3 separate regions of the Mus musculus genome follow, and all the other regions are linked to region 2. Evidence: chromatin contacts called from public Hi-C and Micro-C data. All regions are on one chromosome and are shown on one strand. The core of a region is the stretch at or near the end of the contact, and the rest is flanking DNA. Distances in the headings are between cores, read along the strand shown. Region 1 overlaps Plekhg1 (pleckstrin homology domain containing, family G (with RhoGef domain) member 1). Region 2 holds the start of Plekhg1 (pleckstrin homology domain containing, family G (with RhoGef domain) member 1). Region 3 holds the start of Mthfd1l (methylenetetrahydrofolate dehydrogenase (NADP+ dependent) 1-like).

Region 1 (3,040 bases), core at 449-2,948, 160 kb after region 2:
GCCGGAGCTATGCAAAACCCTACTATCTGCATGTGACAGGTCAAAATAGGCATTGTTCCTCTCACCACAAATCTTCAGAGATGTTAGAGAAAGGTCGTCTTGGTTTGGAGACGTGTCCAGCCTGTCAAAAAAGTCTAAAACTACCTACTTTGGCCTCTGCAGGTCCAATACCTGGAAAAAAACTAAAAGGGAAGATAGAAGATGGTGGGTGCCTAGGCCCATAGCTCAGCTGCCTCCCTGATATGACCCAACAAAAGAGGAAGCCAAGGGTCCTGTGTACTCAGTGCCTTTCAACCCACCTGCTAGCCCAGTGGACAGTAAAGTGCCCTGTAGGGAGCTGAAGAACTGCTCATTCCTCCTCAGTGACAAAATGTGGAAAAAGGGAGGGGATCCCAGGCTTCCTCCTCTGGAGGCCTGCAATTACTAGACCAGGTGATCCAAGCACACCTCTCTCGGACGCCCTCCCTCCCCTCCCCCTCCTCACTTGTTAAATGTCCCTCCCTCCACTGCTTTCAGGTTCAGGTAGCGTGCTCCCATATGTAGCTACTCTGGTCTAACCAAACTCCCTATGGTTGCCTTTTTGGTACTAATGCTAGAGTATTTATCTCATTGCATCCTCTGGTTGCTACTACTGTTGCTAGGGAATTAGGAGTGGCCTCTTTTGGATTGTAGTCTGGATAGTTTTGTTAATAAAAGAACTTAGAAATAGACTTGGAAGGAAGCTCTAGGACAATATTATTAGCGGTTGGGAGAAAAACAGAACAGGCAAGCTGTAAATCTCAACAGCTGCCAGGGAAATGGAGACAGAGAAGAGGAAGAGAGGCATGCCATTTGAGTTAGGCCAGCAATCTGTGCAATGGAAGTCAACAGGCAGGGGCCTGGCAGAAGCCAGATGTGTGTGTGTCAGAGAGAGGGCAGCAGTGGGAGCTTCAGAGGGCAGGTGGGAAAGGCCAGAGTGTCTGGGAGAGCATGCTTAGACTTCGGGCAAGCATCCAAAAGAAAAAGAAATGGGGGAAAGGAAAGGGAAAAGTTACAAAAAAGAAAAAGTTAGGGCTCCTCTGTACTGCTGCCTGATGGAAGTTGCTTTGCAGCAGGGAGTTTTAGAGGTATGGCTTATATATATATATAATATACATCACTATATATCCTCATAAATATGTATCTTCACATATATCCACATACATACATACATACATACATACATACATACATGTGTGTGTGTGTGTGTGTGTGTGTGTGTGTGTGTGTGTGTGTGTATGATCCTGATCAAGGTTTGTCTCTGCCCGTCATTGATCCAGCTTTTGGGTGATGCCCTCTTGGGAGACAAGTTCCTCTTCTGGCTAATATCAAAGCCTTTCTCCTCTCCCCCATGCCCAGTGTGGAATTGCAGTACAAATGTTTTCCTTTGGAGTCCATTGTTTTTCAGTAGGGTAGCACAAGTGTCTCTCTTTAAAAAGATCTTCTCTCCTGCCAAGGGCTACAATCCGTTCCTGGAATGGACCACCTCTGCCTTTGCCTGTGATCCTTCTGTACTGAATATGTGGGTCCTTCTCTCCTGATCATGTATTGGTCTTTTAGCCAGAAATGTACATGGACCTGTTTGTTGATACTTGTCGTTTCAGCTAGCCAAGGAGGCAGCTCCTTGCAGGAAGGGATCCTGTGTGATTCAGCTTGTAAACAACTAGCTTGTAAAATAGAACTTGGCACCTACTCTTAACGCCCTCGGAAAAAACAGGAGGAAGGACTAGCTGAGTGGAAGGGAGTGTGCTTCTACACTGTAAATCAATATATCAATGTAGGTCATTCTGGTGTCACTGGCATCCTAACACAGTACCAGGTGGTGGCTTCTGTGAAATGGAGGAGATGCTCTCTCCAAAATAAAAGACCACCACCACCATCAAGAAAAGGGGAAACTATAGGCACTCTATTCAAAGACCAGGGTACAAAGTGCTAACAGAAGAGGCTGAACACAAAAACACTATAGAAGTCCACTGTGTAGGAGCTTGAAATACAAGCAAGACAATTAGGAAAGACGTTTCCAGTTTCCTTTGTATCTCCAAGCTAAAGAGAGTGCAGGATAAGATGGATTTAAACATAAGGAGGCACCATAGCTACATTTCATGTAAATAACTGCCTGTTCTTCATTGTGGTTTGTCTCTAGTGCCATGTTAACCAGGTTCTAACATTTTAAACATGATCTCAAAGAAGAGAGAGGATGGAGGAGCCACTGGCTAAGCTCCTTCAAGCACCTTGTAGAAATTGTCCCAGTGAGCTCTGTAGAGCTGTAGTATCCTTTTGTGTCTTTGCAGCATGATTATCTAGACCAAGATTTCTTTAACTGCTTCACGTGTGTGTGTGTGTGTGTGTGTGTGTGTGTGTGTGTGTGTGCGTGTGTGTGCATGCATACCATTTTATAGTTTGTTACTCATTATTGTTTTTGTAAAATAATGAAATGGGAAAGAATAAAGGTATGCTAGTTCTGTGGTTAGAGGTATGGTTCTGTTCCTGGTACTCGTGTGGAAACTCACACCTGCCTATAAGCACAGGTCCAGTGAAGGTCAGACACCCTCTTTTGATTTCTGAGGAATCATGGAAGCTCATGGTGCACAGACATACATGCAGGCAAAGTATTCATGCACATAAAATAATAATAATAGTAATAATAATAATACCAATGGGTTGGCGAGATGGTTCAGTGGGTAAGAGGACTGCTTTTCCAAAGGTCCTGAGTTCAAATCCCAGCAATCACATGGTGGCTCACAACCACCTGTAATGGGATATGATGCCCTTTTCTGGTGTGTCTGAAGACAGCTACAGTGTACTTACTTATAATAATTAATAAATCTTTGGGCCAGAGTGAGCAAGGCTGACTAGAGCTAGCAGAGGTCCTAAATTCAATTCCCAAGAACCACGTAAAGGCTCACAACTACAGTGTACTCTTATACATAATAAATAAATAAATCTTTTTTAAAAAATCTTTAAAAAATAAAAATTTTAAATAATTTTAATTTTTTTCTAGTTTTCTATCTTTCTTTTATAT
Region 2 (2,983 bases), core at 144-2,643:
GCCCATCATGGGAGGGTCACTCCTGGCCTGGTGGTCCTGGGTGCTGTAAGAAAGCAGATTGAGCAAGCTAGTAAGCAGTCCTCCATGGCCTCTGCATTAGCAGGTGACTCCAGGTTTCTGCCCCGCTTGAGTTCCTGCCTTGACTTCCTCCAATGTTGAATAGTGATGTGGACGTGAAAGCCAAGGGTTTCCCTGCCCTCTTGGCTTTTAGTTATGGTGTTTCATCACAGCAGTAGTAACTATATGTTGGACAAAAGAATGACTTGCATACCAGGGGGAAGCAGGCAGGACGGCCAGAGTTCATTATGCTACTCAGAATGTGGACACATTGAAAGGTGAATTGTTTGTTTATTAAAAAAGCAAAACAAGCAAAAAACAAAAAACCCTCTCACCCAGTACCATAAAACTTTATAATATGTGGTGTACTACAGGGAGATGAAGTTCTTAGAATCAAGCAGAGTGCGTGGCTGTGTCTTACTACGCCTGGTGAAACACAGGCATATCTGACACACCTGTTTGAAAGGTGCCAAGTGCTACCAAGAATGTCACCAAAAAGGCACCTGTGATAGAGGTCCTATTTTTTATTGTCCTACCTTATGGGTGCCTTTAAACATCTGGCTGTCGCAAAGGTCTCTGCCTCCTTTTCCACTTTTGCTTTCTCTAATCAAAGGTCATCCAGTATGTTCACTGGGGTGGTGGGGGTGCTGATGCCTGAACCCAGTAAGCACCCTTCTCCCATTTCCTAGTGTTGTGACATCATAAGCTACAGTGTGAAATTCGAGTTTGGATGCAAAGAAACGGTGTTGGATCCGATTTCAGAACACTCTGGGAAGTGGCCATGTCCAAGGCTTAGCTGTACCCCAACAGCCCAGAGAAGAGAAGAAAAAAGAAAGCGATGTGGCTGTTAACACAGTAGCAGGGAGTTTTTTTTTTTTTTTAAAGAAGAGAGAAGAGAGAAAAGAAAAACAAAAAGAAAAAGAGGGAAAGGAAAACGGAAAGAGAAGAAAAGGAGAAAAGAGAAGAAAAGGAAAGAGAAGAGAAGAGAAGAGAAGAGAAGAGAAGAGAAGAGAAAAAAGAAGAGAAGAGAAGAGAAGAGAAGAGAAGAGAAGAGAAGAGAAAAGAAAAGAAAAGAAAAGAAAAGAAAAGAAAAGAAAAGAAAAGAAAAAAGAAAAGAGACAAAAACTTTCCCCCCAGAGGCTGTAATTTGACTGCTGTCTTTGGCAAAGCTCCAGAGAGCAAGCTTAATCTCTTTCTGAGCTGCCTCCTCCTCTCTGCCTCTTTCCTCCCGCAGGGCCCCGTGGAGGCGGGCGGGGACCGCAACCCGCTGCAGCGGACCGAGGAGCGGGGCGGGGCGGGACACGCCGGGAGCAGAGTGGGAAAGAGGAAGTGGAGCCAGGCGAGCTGCAGGGCTCGGGGCCGCCGGAGCCGGCGCTGGAGCGCAGCGCACCGCGGAGCCAGCGCTCGGGAGCCGCCCCTCTCCCGTAAGCTCCGCCGAGACTATTCCAGGGACCAGACAAGGGAAGCCGGGGACCTCGGCCACGCGCCCCGAATCTGCAGGTGGGAAGAGCGGGATCGCAGTGCCTGGCCCTGGGCGGGGGGGGGGGGGGGGGGGGGGGGGGGGGGCGGGGCGGGGGGTGTCTCTGAGCGCTGCTCCTGGGAGGGGACTGATGGGGTCGTTGGCAGTCGACTGATGGGGTCGACTCAGGCAGGACCTGCTAGCCCGGCGCTCCCGCCCCTTGCTGCAGCCACCCGGGTTGCAGTTTGCAGCTCCGCGAAGTTTGCTCAAGCGCGCCGTGTGCCACCCGCGCCCCCAAGTCAAGCGGAACTATCCCCAAATAGGACAGTCTGGACAACACCCCAACAGCGGTGCGGGCGCGATGGCGGGGAGTGCTGTGTGCTCCAGCTAGGAGCAGTCCTGCGTGGGGCAGAAACTCGCGTGGGCGCCCCCAAATCAGCAAGTCAGCGCTTTATAGGAGTGACCCGGGAGTCTAGAAGCTGTGCCCCATCCGTCACCCGGACACACGGTAATACCTAGCTGGCTACGACTGTGTGGACTGTTGGCCAGAGGAAAAGGTTGTTGGGGGGCGGGCAGCAGGCCCCGGGGTGACTGCTAGAGCAGACCCCCTCTTTGTGTCCCCCATGGAGTCTCAGAGCTCTACAGTCCAGGACGCCCAGTGAGGAGAGGGTGGTTGGCTTCCTCAGTTTCACAATGTTCCTGAGAAACAATGATGTAGCTGATTGCTTGGATGTGTTGTATGAAGTTGGTATGTGTAAAGCTGACTGTGTGTGCAACCCTGGAATTTCATTAAGCTCTGGCGGCTCTTGGCGCTCTCTTTGTACCACCTTCAGGTGGCCAGAGCTTACTGCACCTATTTTGACAGCGATTTTATCTTCTCAGGAAACCCAGTCACCTCGGGAGGGTTGTTTTGGGGATTAGGGGCACTCTGGATACAAACTGAATACACATTGGATACAAAACCAGTAGGATGCCTTAAGTCTGGGTCAGATTTAACGTTTAATTGAATTCCAGGCTTAGATTGCGTTAAAACCTGTGGTCAGCCTGTTTGAATTCTCAGTTTCTGGAGTTCGCATACTTTCAAAGAATAGATGAGTTTTGGTTTTTGTTGTTGTTGTTAAACTGATGTTTTTTTTGTTTTTTTTTTTTGTTTTGTTTTGTTTTTAAAGTGTATCCAAGTCTATCGTGTCAGAGATCTAAAACCTCTCAACTTTAGCCTTACACTGTGTGGGACGTGAGGAAAAGCAATCCTGGTAGCTTGTACTTCCTCACTGTTAAAGCAGTGTATATGAACCACATAGTTTTAATTGGTTTTACCCCTTTCAGTCCAGGGTATTTATTTATTCTACAGTAGTTAACACTTCTATACAAAAGTGATGGGCTAGTGTTTGACCCTTTAACATCTTTGAGTCTGGCTTCCTGATTCCTGACTTAGCTTTTTGTCTCTTGGAATTGCACCCCGTCTAA
Region 3 (2,828 bases), core at 125-2,624, 230 kb after region 2:
GAGGTAAGAGCCTTATTATCTATCCCTGCAGGCAGAGTGAGCTTCACATTTCCCACAGCTCTTGTTCCTCTAGACGCACCACAGTCCTGGGAGATGTCGCACAGTATTGAGTTTATTCCACAGATGAGAAATGTTGTGTTTAGGGATCCCCAATCTAAAAGGGACATCTATCAAACCTGCCCTAATAAATGAATGGACATGGCCAGAAGATAGATTCCAATATCCCTTCCATGGGCTCATCTCTAAGGGCTTAAATTCCTCCATGTATAAGCTTCAACTCTTAAAATATGCCTCCATCTCCCAGTAACCAAGAGGGTGACCAGGTTTTTAATATATGGACCTTTGGGACACATATCCAACCTACAGCAGTGAGGAAGGCAGAGGATATCCTGTAAACACTGTCTGACTCAACCTCATCGTAGGCACTTTTCATAGGGAGTAAGTTTCTGTGGCTCCAAGTTCCAACTAGATGTGTGTATTTTTTTTTTTCTTAAACTTTTTACCCTCTTTGGAACCTGCTTGTCCATGCATTTCAAAAACATGGCCCCCGTGTGTCAGTGAGGTGGCTCAACAGGTATAGTCACTTGCTGCCAAACCTATGAAGTTGAGTTCTATCCCTAGAACAATCCTTCTGCCCAGCACCTCAGCACGCCGCTGCTGACCCCAAGATAGAATCAGAGAACTGGTTTCTTCAGGTTGTCCTATCCTTTACTTGCTGCAAGCTCAAGGACACAAGTAAAACTTAAAAAGAGGAAGAGGAGGAGGGCACGTGGAATTGGGCAAGCTCACAGCTCTGCCAGCAAACCAAATGACTTCTCTTGATCGCAGGTTCTCCTGGTTAGAAATCAGACGAATGGCGTTCCATTTCTTACATCTGTTGGGGTTAATAAATATATCTTTCCAGCACACAAGACAGCGTGAGCACTCAAAAAACGGTCTCTGCCTTGCACAAATTCTACCCTACCTCATTTGTGGTCTACAAAGTTACTATGTTATTCCCACTAGCCTTGGAAATTATAAACTTGGAAGACTCAGTCCTAAAACCATTGACGTTAATCTGCTTAAGGCTACAAAACCAGCATTTGCATTGCAAACTCTAAGAACGACATTTAGCCCTAGGCCACCTCCCACGTAATAAACACTTCCTTCTGAAGGTCTAAACTGGACTTAGGACCACTACCTCCTGAGGAAAGTGAGCTGCATTATGAAGACCAAGGGTGGCATCAGGTTTTGAGGCAGAAGGGCTGGCCATACAATCTCAGGGCAAGGGCTCAGCACCACGCTGATGCCCCACCTCCTATGCCTTGACTTTCTGGCAACTCCAACCAAAAGCTTCACGTCCGCTGGCCCCCGCCCTGTTAACGTCACGGCCACTTGGTACAGTGCCCCCTAGGGGCCTCAGTTCCTCCCACGAGGAAGAGTCTAGTCTTTCCTGCTGCTGGCCCTTTACTGTGCCGCTTGGCTCTCTGGTGCCTCCCACGCCAGCCCGGGGAAGAACTTGCAGCCGCATCTCGGCGCCTGGGGATAACCAGTCACCCCGCACTCTGCAGCAGCATGAGCGTCCGCCTCCCTCTCCTGCTTCGCCAGCTCGGCCGCCAGCAGCTGCCCTCGGGCCCGGCGTGTCGCCTCCGTGAGCTGTGTCGCTCAGGCAGCAGAAGCAGCAGCAGCGGAGGTGGTGACCCCGAGGGGTTACGCGGGCGGCGGCTGCAGGATGGCCAAACCTTCAGCAGCCATGGCCCAGGCAATCCGGAAGCCCCCGGGATGGACTCCATCGTCAGGTGAGTGTCCTGTTTGTCTACAGGCAGGTCCCTAGCCAGGGACCCAAGGACCCAATGGCACTCTCGGCCGCTGGGAGACCCGAGGGACCGTTCGTAGGGCGGGAAACAGAGAATGCTTGGTTCCGACTTGCTAGAGACGCCTTGCGATTGGCAGAGAGGGCGTGGGGGCGAAGGGGAACGTCCGGAGTATGGGACCCGGTAGATGAGGGCATCCCCCCCAGCCGGCGCGCGCCTCACGGACCGCACGCCCCGCTCCACGTGCACCGCCCGCCTCCGGCTCTGATGCAACCGCGCCGGGCGTGGCGCCGACAGGAAAAGGGCGGTGCGGCCCTGGGCGGGAGAGAAGCAAGGAGGATGGCCCTACAATCCCGCCACTGCTGATGTCCCACTACTGAAGGAGGGGCGGGCTAAACCCCTTGCGGAAGCCCTCTAGGTCTAGGCGTACGGTCCGCTCCGGAGCATCGCTGCTCAGAGAGCACACAGGTTCCGGTGCAGCAGTATCTGGAAAGTTCATTCTATATCCGGTGGTGATCTGAGCAGAGTCATCTGGTCAGACCCTATAGTGAGTTTGCTAGGCCACTGCTGTGCAGAGGCACCTACCTGCAAAGGGCGGGAAAGCCCTTTTCTGCTTTGATTCCCAACTGGGGCTATGGAAACAAATGAGCAAAAATAATCTGCCCCCAGGGGCTGTCACACATATATCCCGCAACAAGTAGTCATTATTTTTACAATAAACTAAACTAAGCTCTACAAACTTGGTGTAATGAGCATGACAGTAAATACTTAAGGTTCAGTGAACTAAAAAGCAGAATTTAAAATGTTACATGGGTACGTTTGTAATAAGGAAAAACGTTCTCACAGTTTTTTGATAAAATCCAACATTTTATGGACACTGACATTTCAATTTCATGTGGTTTTCACGTGCTATGAAGTATCCTTATTTCTGTTTTTCTACCAGTTGTTTAAAAATGGAAGCTCAGGCTAGGGAGACTGCTCAGTTAAGTACTGAGTAAAAGTACTGGCTGGGGGAAACATGAAGACCTAAGTTCC

The links. A called contact is a pair of places that touch in the nucleus more often than the background predicts.
Region 1: a contact with region 2 is called in a Hi-C map of uterus. The contact joins the enhancer-like site here to the promoter of Plekhg1 in region 2. A contact is called at or near these places in 8 of 39 promoter capture datasets (the 3T3-L1 cell line, 3T3-L1-derived adipocytes, the SN4741 cell line and 5 more), 6 of 484 Hi-C or Micro-C datasets (embryonic stem cells, nephron progenitors, psoas muscle and 2 more), 2 of 115 datasets of contacts at active chromatin or transcription factors (embryonic stem cells and neural progenitor cells) and 1 of 9 other capture datasets (adipose tissue).
Region 3: a Micro-C map of embryonic stem cells shows a contact between it and region 2, with 2.5 times the contacts expected there. The contact joins the promoter of Mthfd1l here to the promoter of Plekhg1 in region 2. A contact is called at or near these places in 7 of 39 promoter capture datasets (the C10 cell line, hematopoietic stem and progenitor cells, liver and 2 more), 2 of 484 Hi-C or Micro-C datasets (both in embryonic stem cells), 3 of 115 datasets of contacts at active chromatin or transcription factors (astrocytes, bone marrow-derived macrophages and extraembryonic endoderm stem cells) and 3 of 9 other capture datasets (bone marrow-derived macrophages, embryonic stem cells and liver).

What each region holds. Positions count from the first base shown.
Region 1 is chr10:3,896,548-3,899,587 of GRCm38.p6, forward strand. All of the region lies in intron 3 of Plekhg1 (pleckstrin homology domain containing, family G (with RhoGef domain) member 1), which reads left to right. Among named protein-coding and RNA genes, the nearest start is that of Mthfd1l, 75 kb to the right of the region's middle. Within about 2 kb of position 1,699, at least 12 of the 459 cell types and tissues checked have an H3K27ac peak or open chromatin away from gene starts, as enhancers often do. A contact at or near this core is called in uterus, where this site is marked.
Region 2 is chr10:3,738,984-3,741,966 of GRCm38.p6, forward strand. It overlaps Plekhg1 (pleckstrin homology domain containing, family G (with RhoGef domain) member 1), which reads left to right and starts at 1,394. Exons shown (of 17, transcript NM_001159942.1): 1 at 1,394-1,557. All of the region lies in intron 1 of Gm30164 (a long non-coding RNA gene), which reads right to left.
Region 3 is chr10:3,971,701-3,974,528 of GRCm38.p6, forward strand. It overlaps Mthfd1l (methylenetetrahydrofolate dehydrogenase (NADP+ dependent) 1-like), which reads left to right and starts at 1,375. Exons shown (of 28, transcript NM_172308.4): 1 at 1,375-1,778. The coding sequence starts at 1,555.